Regions from separate parts of the Gossypium arboreum genome. Here all the other regions are linked to region 1. Evidence: chromatin contacts called from public Hi-C data. All regions are on one chromosome and are shown on one strand. Each heading gives the region's core, a stretch centred on a gene start, on an enhancer-like site or on the middle of the called end of the contact. The rest is flanking DNA. Distances are from core to core; before and after follow the strand shown.

Evidence for each region. Hi-C and Micro-C count contacts between places; a contact is called where the count stands out from the background.
Region 2: a Hi-C map of leaf shows a contact between it and region 1, with 3 times the contacts expected there. The contact joins the enhancer-like site here to the promoter of LOC108473502 in region 1. A contact is called at or near these places in 3 of 5 Hi-C or Micro-C datasets (all in leaf).
Region 3: a Hi-C map of leaf shows a contact between it and region 1, with 4 times the contacts expected there. The contact joins the promoter of LOC108458494 here to the promoter of LOC108473502 in region 1. A contact is called at or near these places in 2 of 5 Hi-C or Micro-C datasets (both in leaf).

The regions. Positions count from the first base shown.
Region 1 is chr7:49,926,796-49,931,111 of ASM2569848v2, reverse strand. LOC108473502 (probable plastidic glucose transporter 1) reads right to left here and starts at 2,558. Exons shown (of 12, transcript XM_017775138.2): 1 at 2,140-2,558; 2 at 1,906-2,029; 3 at 1,087-1,287. The coding sequence starts at 2,314.
Region 2 is chr7:49,571,691-49,576,006 of ASM2569848v2, reverse strand. It overlaps LOC108489294, which reads right to left. Exons shown (of 16, transcript XM_053030721.1): 13 at 4,108-4,245; 14 at 3,925-4,037; 15 at 3,414-3,497; 16 at 3,132-3,308. The coding sequence ends at 3,292. Among protein-coding and RNA genes, the nearest start is that of LOC128295353, 16 kb to the right of the region's middle. Within about 2 kb of position 2,391, at least 2 of the 2 cell types and tissues checked have an H3K27ac peak or open chromatin away from gene starts, as enhancers often do. A contact at or near this core is called in leaf, where this site is marked.
Region 3 is chr7:50,264,487-50,268,802 of ASM2569848v2, reverse strand. LOC108458494 reads right to left here and starts at 2,462. Exons shown (of 10, transcript XM_053030838.1): 1 at 2,319-2,462; 2 at 1,684-1,758; 3 at 1,017-1,158; 4 at 603-884; 5 at 367-514. The coding sequence starts at 1,739.

The sequences.
Region 1 (4,316 bases), core at 1,309-3,808:
CATAACCCGACCCGACCCATGCAAAAAACCCAATTATCCCAAAAACAAAACATGCCATGTATCTGGTGTGGCTGAAAAAAGTAAAATCTTTGAAAAGATAAACATTCTTAAGCAATCAAACTAGCTCAAGCAATTTCAGAACAAGAGTAATCAAACTGTTCATTGTTTAAGCTGCATTCAATGAGCAATGGAGCTAATAAATAAAGATATGTAAATAAAACTTCAAGAAAATATTCAACTAATTGTACTTTTGAGAATAAAGAAGAATTGGAAAGAACGAGAGTAATTGTGTTGCGTGGAACTACAGCGTGAATTGCTAACTTAAATATTTCTAAGCTATAAATAGAATGAGATTTTTTATACAAGGGATTAGGCATTGGGGGATTTCAATTAGAAATCTTTCCTCTTCTCCTCTAGCTTTTCTGATTAATGCCCCAAATTTTTCATTAGATATATTGCGATGAAGTTAACTTGGGGTTGGGGAATTTGGAGATTTGGATTTAGGGTTCTGAGGGATTGGCAGGGGAGAGTCACAATAGTTGAAACTTCTATTGTGGCCGGTGGCCACACGGTAGTTCTAAGATTTGGGATGGTTGGGTTTTTTCCATGGGCCGGATCATGGGTAAAGCAGTTAGGTATGATATATTTTGTGCAAACTATCAACAACTTAATGGAAAATTTTAACATTATCATGATTTGAACAAATTTTTAATGCATAAGAACTAATTTGGAGTAATTTTTAGTAGAGGAACTAAAATGAACTTTACACAGTAGTACACTTTGACCCAATTCTTACCATTATAAGAGTAAGCTCAGAAAGCATCTGAAGGGCCAAGATATAAATTGGTTTACATGTTTAAACACACTTTCAAACACATAAAGTACAAGAAGCTACTGTAATATGTGTCCTATAAGTTCTACCTAGATAAATACAGAATGAAATAACAGATGGGGTGTGAAACACACAAAAGAAATAAAAGAGTACAAAATAATTATAGTACTGTTTAAATGAACTCCACATTTCACTTGGCATAGAGGAGATAAAATGCATTGCTTGGATTACCAATGCCTATATGTTATTCTCACCTCACAATTGCACCAAGTATCAATGGTATTGTGTCAATCTGAAAGGTCCGGCGACAACCTAGTTTGTCCACCAGTGAACCACAACTCAGGCTTCCAATGAAAGCTCCAGCAATGAATATGCTTACCACAATCCCCTCAAGAATTGGATCTCCTTCGAAACCAAGTTCTCTTGCAATTGAAACGATTGGACCATTCATTACTCTGCAAAACAAAGAATGCAATTTTGTGAACTGACTCTTTGACAAAACAATTTTACTCTTTAAAAATATCATTGATTTTCAAGTTACACCTATGTTATGGTGAGTATTGAATACGTGTGTGAGTCCAATATGGGCATACTCAATATTTTTGTTTCTATTTTATTTCTTCACATATATGATCATATCCCATACCTATGTCAAACACAAGTGTTGGACATCGGTACTTTAGGGAGAATTAAGAGACCGGGTATATGAATTCCTTCCATACACTCCCGATGAAATTTTAACACTCTACAACCAGGTTTATACATTAAAAGACAATAATTCAGTGTTTAGTTTCCTTATTTATAGTTTTTTATGGAATATTTATAGTTAAATAAATAAAACTCTTGTAAGCATATAAATCAGTTAGCAACATAATTTCCAATTTCTCAACAGCTAAAAGAGCGAGCAACTAATTAGAAAGAACAATAAAGCATAAAAAAAAAATTCAATAAGAGCTGAATTAAGCTCCAGAATATTCAAATGCTTCATTGCATAGCAAAAAGAGCAAGGAAAAGAAAACAACAATTAAATTTTCAGAAAGAAAGAACAATGTTTTTATTAAAAAAACACTTACCCTATGTGATAGCCGAAAAGGAAATTGGACATTGAAGCAACCAAAACGTGAGGGAAAGTAGGAAGCCATCCCAAATCAAAGCTTTGATCATCGTTTTTTTCTTGATTACGTAAATCTTCATTATCTGCAATTTAAACCCTAATCAGATATTAACTACAAAAATTCCACAGAATCTTGTCCGTCGATTGAATTTGACGAAAGCCAATAAGCCGAAAAATAAATGATAGTAAAAACCTGGCTCCTGAGTCTGCAACTGCTTCTTAGTCGCCGAAGCTTTCAACTTTAGTGACGGCAAGGGGAAACCAAAACGAAAGGTTTTGGGTTTAAGGAGTACTTTGGGGCTTAGATGAGAGGTGAAGAATAGGGGAACCGGGACGACCGGTCGGTGGAGTACGGTGGCAACCCACATCGAGTGAGAAATCGAGGAGAGAGAATGGGAATTGAAGTGTTTTTTGTTTATTTTTTTCCTTCAATAATTAGATAGAAATGATAGGATAAAGCCAGGTGGCGTAATTTGTTAGCTCTGCAAGGAAGGAATAGGATAAAACGGTCATAAAAAAAAGAGTAACAAATTGGCGGGAAACACGAGGGCATAGTTCAACAGTATACCGGCAAGGATGAGAGCATTTTAGTGACATTTTCTTTAGCATGACGTAATTTACTTATTTGTGGATACTTTTTATGCAAGGATATTAAATTTTGAAATGTTAAAGACGTGGTTTAATCGTAAAATGCCATGAGTCAGAACTTTTTACTTCTAAATAATCGAAGGGATCTCATATTAAATAACTAAAATCCAAATAATTGAAAATTAGAAGAAAGAAAACCGTGAAATCATGTTAACCTCACATCTAAAACCCATAAATTCAAAATCAATTAAAATGTGTAATTTGTAATATATACTTGGTACAATTATATATATTAAATTTGAATTTTAGTTTTTATATATATAATAAATTTTAATTTGGATTCAATTCTACACATTTAAAAAACAAATAAATATATTTATTTTCATATTGAATTAATATAATTGTTTTGTATATAATATCAATGTGATTTGTGTTAATTCAATAATATTGTTAAAAATTTGTAAAATTGAATTAAATTAAAATTTAATGCATAAAATTGTATAAAATCAAAGTTCATATATGATAATGCACATTGAATCAAATTTCATATATGTTTTGATATTTATAAAAAAAAATTAGCTATGAAATCAATATTAAAGAACTTTCGGGAATGTTTGGTTCAAGGAATATAATATAAATTTTCGTAATAGAATTACAAAAAACGTAAGGTTGTATATGGTATGTTACATTACTTTGATTGGCTCATTTGATTGGAATGTATTATCCAACACTACGTTTGGTTCGCTGACATAAGGTTGTCGATGGTATGTTACATTATCTTGTTTGGTTCATTTGGTTGGAATGTATTATCCAACACTACGTTTGGTTTAATGTAATAGAATTGAGTTGTAATACAATAGGGCTGTAATCAATAATTCAATGTTTAGTTCAATGGAATTGAATAAAACTGTAAAGTATTCTTATGTTTGGTTGAATGGAATGTTGTTATAATAGTATAAGGAAAAAATTGAAATGATTGGAGTACCCTTATCAATTTTTTTGTAAGTAGATAATTATTGTTATTGTTATTAAATTTTAATAGGATTATTATTAAAAATAATTTAATCATATTTTAATAGAATTATTATTAAATATAATTTAATAAAAATAATAATATTTTAATATAATTATTTTTATATTAAAATATTTTTATTTTAAATTATATTTTGATATTAAATATTTTATATTAAATTATATTAAAATATTTCAAATATTTTATTTTTATATTTTCTAAGTCCAAGTTTTAAAGGACTAATCTAAAATTAATTTTTCTTTATTATTCAATGTTGCATGGAATAGTCATTCTTTAGTGATACCAAAGAATAGCTATTACAAGAAGACAAGTAATATGGAAGTAATGGTCATTCCATTGAATGAGTATTACGTTCAACTAAACAAACGAATGATTTACCATTCAATGAATAATGGGGGAATGCTATTCTATTCTTCCCCTATAACACCTCAAACTTATATCCGTCGTCGAAATAAGGTTACGGAGTATTATTGTGAAAACGTAACTTATAATCATTCATTTCTAAACATTTCATAAATCATATCTTAGCCCATTCAAACACATGCATATCGTCCCTTAATTGAGCTCTCGAGGCCTTAGAAGCACTTTAAAAACAATTTGGGACTAAATTGGAAACATTTAGAAATTTATGGAAAAAGATAAAAAAAATTTACACTGCAGGGTCACATGGCCATGTGGCCAAGCCATGTGTATCGTACCTCACACATATCGTCTTGGTGGTTTGCATCATTGGAACATCTTAGTGGCTC
Region 2 (4,316 bases), core at 1,142-3,641, 350 kb after region 1:
GTTTAAGTGTGTGTATCTTGCAATGACCTTTGTTCAAATGTCTTTCCTAACAAATCCATGAATAATAGAATATTTTTGGGCATTGGAAACAACATGTTCATGCAGATTTTTTACAAATATGGCATCTATTCTTTGCCCAAGGTTTATCATTCTCCTTTGTGCAAACCATTTTAAGAATTTGAAAGTAAAAGTACTCAAACAGAAAATTGATCAAATAAAATCAAGCCTCACCATTATGCACTCACCATAAAAATAAACAACTCGAGACAAAAGAAAAAAATTAAGATTTTCTCTCTTGTAACTTTTAAAGATTAATCAAACTAAAAAATATTTGAAAATATGGGTGATCACGCTCTAACAAATCTGACCTAATGCTTTAAAAAGCAAAAGAAAAACTTGACCCCAAGGGAAGTAAGTTACTCGAAGAAAGGAGAGGCAACTCTTTTTATATTTATTAATACAAGAAGGAAAAATGTGTCAGAATGTATAATAGAATAAAGGAAAGCTAAAAACAAAAGAAAACCTAAGGCTAGAATCAAAGAAAATAAACTACCCAGCAAAAAACTCGAATCGAAACAATGGAAAACAACTTGGATTTTTTGTTCAAGGTGTTTCTGATGTGCTAAAATCACAAAAATTAAATTGGAGCCTCTTTATATGATAAATATAAGATCTGGAAATTTTGGGCACAAAATTCAACCCACAAATGTTTTTTTTTTAATTTTTTTAATTTTTTTTTACTTTTCTTTATTTTTTCAATTTTTTTGTGGGAAATATTTTTTTTCAATTTAATAAACTTCCAAGAAATAGTAAACAAAATTTCAGATCAATTTGAATTCGTTTACCCACTGAAATCAATATTTTTCAAAAAAAAAAATTAAAGGTAAAGACAATTTTTAGAGGCTGTTCAAGCAAAATCGGCCAAAACATTGTATTTAGCATAATGAAACAACTCAAAAACACTCAAATTTGATCAATAAGAAATTCAAGTTGTTTTCTTTATTTAGTTATTATGTTGAATATTTATCCTTATTTTTATTTTTTAAAATTTTCTTTGTTTTTCTTATTTTTCTAAATCTGTTTGTCTTTTTTCTTTTCAAGTGTGATCCAAATATTTCTTTCTCGAGTCGAACAACTTGAATACAATCTTCTTCTGCTTTCTCCTGGATCAACTTACTAAGCTCCTATGAAGCTTAACTTGTTTTCAAATGCGTAGATTGCAGAAAGTGTTTGTGCAAAAAAAAAGGTTGAGCATGGTTTGTCAAATCACAACTCATCAATAAGGTAAGAATTGAGAACCATGGATTTTGTGTCTTTGAATTAGTGTGGCATGTACCTAGGTATCCAGTAAGTAGGAAAGTGATAGATAGTTAGGGAACTGGCACAAAGTTGAGTTTTGTTTAAATGGAGAGGTTTTGAACCTTTGTGGTACATTAGATGGAGATTGAACATGGATGATGTAAAAGTTGAACGTCGACAATGACAATATAAAACGATCGCAAAGCAAAAAGAAAGAAAGATAAGAACACACAGATTTCACGTGGAAACCCTTTCGGGAGAAAAACCATTGATAGTGGAGAAGAAAATTCACTAATGTTAAATTTGAATGATACAAGAGGAGTTTAGACTACATCTATTTATAGGTTGAAAAACCTTATTATAATCAATGTCAAATAGAAGCAATGTAGTAAGGTTGAAACACCTTATTCTAATCAATATCAAACAGAATAAGTGTACTTTTATACAGATTTCACTTGTACAGCTTGTACCGTATCGTGAGGGCACACCCTCGGTTACGACCCCAGTCTAATTTTATACTTAATGGAGATTTGCGGCGGCTATGGCCCTCGACCTTTGCCCCCACAGATCCCCTTATTTTGCCATTATTTTTTTTAACAAGAAGTTGGGTCATACAACTCTAATAGATGAATTGCATGATGTTTACAAAGATAATTAGGAGTATTTTAAGGTCAAAGAATGATTGAGAATGATTGGGATTAATTGGAGTAAGTTATGACACTTTTTGAGGTATTTTTAAGCTTGATTTTAGCTTCCATACACCCAAATTTTGATACTTAGAGGGCTTGTATTGATAAAGCTCAAACATAATGTAAAAATGAATAGTATCAAGGTCAAGGTACCGATAAATTGGGGCATGCGTCAATACCTCTACCTTGTTTTCTTAATTTATGTTGTTTTTTACATCAAGGGGTCTCTGAATGATCTCTGGTTGCAACCAGATTACATATTCAGTTTAGAAATTATTGAAGAAGCCTTAAATAGCTTCAAATGAGTCTAAAAGATGAGTAGAACATGAGTGATGTGTTTGGTACGTAAATGTAGCATTTCTTACATGGTAAGGGGGTGTTACAATCGTCGTAACGGTAGAAGTGGTTGCGAAGGACCAATTCTCAAAAGATTTTGGCATTATCCAATGGTAACTGATTAGTAAACCAAACTGGTGGCATCTTAGAGAAAACACACCGATGAGTTGAAGTTGACTTTTTTAGTTGATTAGTTGTTCCAGAACTTAGTCATTAGATAGGATTTGGGCTAAAACTTGCTATCGACTAACAAGGATCGTAAGTGGTTGGTCTGGATCCAAATATATACGTGGTCAAAGCTAAAATTAAGTTAAATTTTAACATATGTAATAAAGCTTTAAGTTGCCCCTTAATTGCCCAAATCTAGTCTGATCTAGTCTTTTTAGCTAATGCAATGTTTCTTATTCGCTAGGAATGTTGGCAAGTCACACTATGCATAGCTTTTGAGTCGGATAAAAGCTAGAGGTGATTCCTCTACGTGCCACGTGACATTGTTCTTACTAGCATAGCATTTATGTTTTGTACTTTATAAAGCCTAAGCTCATGTGATCTTTGTACCAGTTGGAACTTGAGCTCTTTTGGGCCTTGTTACAGGCCTTAGCCCATTTGGCCTGGATATAACAATAATGAATAATAAAAATTTTCAGTGATTAAAAATATTTCCAAATGAATGCTTTTATATATAAATCTCTCTCTCTCTACATATATATATAAACTAGTTTTTAAATTCTTATCTAAGTTTGTTTTTCCTTTTTCTGACGTAAAAGATTGTAGTAAAAATTTGCAAATGCTTGAACTCAAAATCCATACCCAGTAAATGGTACTTCTTGAAATAATTTCATCACCAAGTTAAGCTTTGAGTAATATTCTTGTTCTTACAATTCTTCAGATTCAGAGTAATTTTATAGTTCTACAATAAAAGCCAATATCAAACTACAATACAGTGCTCCTTGAGCCCTAGGAAGCTTTATCTACATATGGCTTCTGCTCAAAATTTACTTAGTGTAAATAACGAAGTACATAAGACAAAAAAGAAAGGAAAAAGAATCTACATTTTGAAGTAGATGTTGAAGAACATTGTCGCCATACCTTTTCCAGCAGCACTCATCTTTCCATAAAACTTATTCAGACATCGCTTCAGCTTCTCCATCCACAAAACCAGAGTCGTTACCCCTGAAAATGTTAAAATGTTCCAATCATTCAGGTACCTTTTTTTTTATTACCTGACATACCTACATATCAGAACTTATGAGAAGAAAAAACCTTACCTATAGTAAGCCTTAGAAGAATGTATTCTATATTTCCTATCAATCTGGTATATAGGGCCAATGATGTCAAATCTGAACACACGAGGATAAAGTAATCGTATTCCTTAAATTGTAAATTAAAACAAAATATGCGACCACAAAATCAGTTCCTTCCAAGAATACCGACGTTAACTGCTCATGAATATAAAAATCTCTTTCTTACTATACACTCGTAAATGTACAAACACAACAACAGATGCATCCATTAAAAGCTCTCCCTGGCTTGGCCAGATAACAACTGATTTAGAATAAAATTAAAGGAAAAAAAAAAAGGGTTTAGAAGAACTGTTTACCAGAGCATGGATTCGACTTCAGAGAGAGACCAAGTGAGGCATATTTTCCATAGGTTAGCAACCTCACCCATTTTGAAGCACCAAGCTTGCTTACTGTAGATCTCAGTAATTCACTAAAACAGAAAAGACCAAAATGAGATTAGGAGCTATTGAACTCCAAATAGGCTACTGAATTTATCTTACTCTGTCCGCAATATTATGAGAAAGTTGGAAGGAAGAGATTCCATAAACGAAGATATGTCCTCCATCTCTAGAGCCTTTAAATGTTGTTTCATCTTCTTTTGCTCTTCAACCAACATTCCCTTCCCAATGCCAGATTTACTGCCAATCAGATTACAGAAGGGATAATTAGATTGGTATCATAATTGTTATAATATAATAGTCAGTAAACT
Region 3 (4,316 bases), core at 1,213-3,712, 340 kb before region 1:
AAGACAGAAAGCTGATGAGAATGAGTTTGGCTTGACTTCGATAAGCTAAACTCTTGTGGTAAAATCATCAAAATACACATTGAACAGGCTTTCTTTATTTTAAATTACTTAAGACTTTCAAAGGTTGATTTGGTCCTCCATCAATTGTACTTACACCTAGTGAGATAAAAAGTGACCAAATATACTTTGGTTCTTGCAGACATACTTCTTCAGTTCGCAATTTCTAACTTCATACATAAATATATATACATATATATTGTGAGTCCAAAGGATATAGAATACTGAGGAAAGGTAATCTTGTGCAACTCGAGACTCATAAAGACAACTTTTGTTCTAGTGTCATAAAATATTCAGGCAAAAACATACCAATTGTCGAATTCAGGTACTCCTTCAGATTCCGCTGCTCCAACAATGATCCAGAGAACCATGAAGATAGACACTTTGCTGTTTGATCAATGCTGTCAAATTCCCATCTTCGCATGAATTTAGCCTCTATGGCTAGAGAGGTATCAGTCTGAAAATGAGAAGAAAATTGCTAAACACGTAGACCTTGAAAGAGAACCACAAAGAAAAAATTATTGAGCACATACAAGAACAAATACCTGAAGTTCATTCAAGTAGTTAAGACCTCGAACATTGGACCATGAAACTTCAAATACAATGAAGCCATACAATGTCCTATGCAGCTCATTGCTAAGAAGTGAAGAGGTTTTCAATGTCTTAACGGGTAGCAAAATTCTCTTTTTCGACAGCATTGCAGCATCTACCAAAGAGAACCATCTCTCCAACTTCTTGGCATCTTTAGCATTTGATTTGGAAGAAGCTTCTTTTCCATCCTTTCTTGCCCTACGACCTTTGGTGTTAGCAAAAGGAGATAACCTGGACTGTAAAATGTAAATAGGAAGAAAAAAAATCCACTTAAATTCATTAAAATATTCTAATCATTTAAAAATTAAAAATAATTAAATAAAACCATATATTTCAAAAGAATCAAAATAAAAGGTGTGCTCAACAACCTTGGTAACCATCAATTGCCACAAGTGAGCAGGACGTGAACCTAAGTCCCTAAGCCATGGCCGGTTGTCCACCAAAATGTAGAATTTTTTACTTTCAGGGGCCAAGAAAAGGCTAAGATCCGATAGATAAGACTGCAAGTCTCTGCAATCAGAGATTAGACAATAAAATTTCAAATAATACATAAGAAAAGTGGAAAACCCTGAGAAATAACTCAGTGATTGTGATATTTCCCATAAACCAAGTGCTTAGAATAAATCAATTGATTAACGCCCAGGATTTGATATTTCTACAAATGAAGTCCTAGAAACACACAAAATTACCATATAAAAAAATGTATCAACACTCATTAAAAGAAAGAAAAAAAGGTCACTAATCAGAAATCGGGAAAAAAAATAACACGACTGTATGAAGTATGACTAGCAGCTGAAGCATATGTTAACCAACTCATATTTTTCTAATCATAAGCGCATATACCGGAAATGAGCATTGGAATATGATCCCAACATATATGAAAAACTTCGAAAAAAGGAAATGCATATACCGCCTCAAACATGTATATCTATGACAGTCAATCCGAGTCCATGAACATAGTCTGAAGCCAAAATTTCAACTTCTACTCAGATCAAGCATACAGATGGTAAAAGTAAAAATAGTTAAAAGAATTACCCGATTTGGAGACTGGTTAAAGGAAAAACAGAGCGCTCATCGTCGTGCTTCCCCATCAAAATTAAGCTCTAAGCTCTGCTTTTAATTTCAAATTACAGCAAATCACAGCTTAACAATTAGCATACAAGAAATAAAAAATTCATTCATATCCAAAATAAACAACATTACTATATATATACATAGATAGATACTAAGAAAGAGAGGAAAATAGACCATGAAGAAAGGAATTCCATGAAAATGGAAGTGATAAAACAAAAAAGGGAGAGAAAAGGAAGGAAACACAATCACACTTTTAACTTCATAACAACATTTAATAAAAGAGAGAGAATCAGATTAAAAGGCAAAAAGAAAAATGAAATTGTTTTGTATTAAATGAAATGAAAGGAAATAATAATGGTTGAGAGGGAAAGAGTTTGGTTGGGTTGGAAGGCGTGATGAAGGCAGGCAAGATTCGACACGTTCACAACACGTCTATGTGTATTCAAAAATTATTGGATATTCGAAACAAATAAATAAATAAGAGTTAGTACTTAGTACTAATTATTGATGTGAGAGCTTTGGAGGAAACTGGAAAGAAGTGGAAGACGAAGGCTAAAATGGTAAAATTAGAAGGAGATCTGATCTAATTAATATACCTACGCGCCGATAATACCCTTACGATGTGCTTCGCCTGTTTCTATTTATAAAAATTGAAATTATATAACAACAATCTAACCAATTATACTATTACCAAAAAACCAAACATACTACCAACTTAAAGATGAAACACTCAACTCGCTTCTTCTTTTTCACTTAATAAAGAAATTGTTGAATTTGATAACCGGATAAGTACAAAGCCACCTTTTTTTTAACTGTGAGCTTGAATCTAACCGTGATGAGAAGGTCCTTTCAGAAAAAGAAAAAGAAAAAAAAAACCCAAGATAGAAAACGACATAAAATTGATGAGGAATAAAATTTATGATAATTAATGCATTGTATTAAAAGATATTATATTAACATGTTGAATATCTTTTTTTAGATATTATCAATATTGTCGAAATTATTGGTAATCGACTTTATTTGAAAGCGAAAATTAAAATAGGAGTTGCCATCGATCTTTATTTGGTGTGATCGGATCACTTTTGTTTTAAAACAATTTTAATTTATTAAAACAGCATTTTGGTCTTCGAAATTCAAGAGAACAAGTTCGGGAGTCGGTTAAATGCGAAGAAGGATTAGCACCCTCGACACGTCCAAAAATTGGTACCGAATTGATTAGTTTGTGTCTCAATGTCGAATAGTTGAAAACCAGGGACGGATTTGAAATACTATCCTTTTTTATTAGCATCGATTTTAAAAATTCTTGAATTAGCTCAAAACGATTGTTAAAGATTTCCTCGTCTCGAGATATCGGAGTATCACATCCCGTAAATTAGGACACAATACCATGAACTCTCAAGCACAAGTTTGTCTTTAATTTTAATTAGAATTCCATGTATTTTAAAATTCGAAAGGATATTTGGCTATTTAGAATCAAGGAAAAAATCGAAACCCTGTAAGTTAGGGCACAATCCCTCGATGTTCTAAAACACAAAACATGCACAATCCCTCGATGTTCTAAAACGCAAAACATTGCCTTATTTTAGAAAATTTTGTTTTTGAACAATAGCGAATACGATATTTAAATAACGTGTATTATTTTTTGGAAAAAAAAATCAAGCGATCCAAGTCAGGTCAGTATGTTGGGTTAATGTATGATATGGTTTAAACTAGATAAAACAAAAATATAACATAGAGTACGGAATAACAACATGAATATAATATTATACAAGCAAATGGTAATAACAAAAATACGAATAAACGAATTATACTACACACAATGGCAATAATCACATAACATATGTCACTTAAATACTAATCATTAATAATCAAAGACAAATGAATTAAAAATATTATAACGCAAACTAAAATGACTGAAACGTAAAACAAATTTTAAAATGATAAGAAATGAATTTAGAATAAATAATGAAAAGAAATTTAATCAACAATGTACAAAATAATTTAAAAATAGAATATATGTATAAGAAATTTTAGAATAGGTAATATAGGCGAAAGTTTGAAATAAATAATATCTGAAAAAGTTTAAAATGAATAATATGTAAAATAATTTAAGATAAATAATATATAAATGAGTTTAAAATAAATGTTATGTAAAAAGAAATTTAAAATAAATAATATACAAGACATTTAAGAAATAACTAGTATATATGTGAAAAAAAGATGTAACGATTTGAAATTGATAATATATATAAAATTTTAAAGTAAATAATAAAACAATTTAAAATGAAAAATGCATAAAATGAGTTTAAAATAAATAATGTAAAAGAATTTAAAAATTATATTATATAAAGCAAATTAAAAATATTCATATGAGTAATTTTAAAATAGATAATATATATAAATAAAAGTGTAAAATAAATAATATGGAATAAATAGAATGGGTTTAAATTAAGGTATGTAAAATAATTTTAAAATAAATAATATATAAGTTAATTTAAAAGTAATAAATAAGAAGTTTAAAATATATAATACGTAAAAGAATTAAAAATAGACAATATAAATATATTTTATAGTAGTAACGGTTCAAAGGTAAT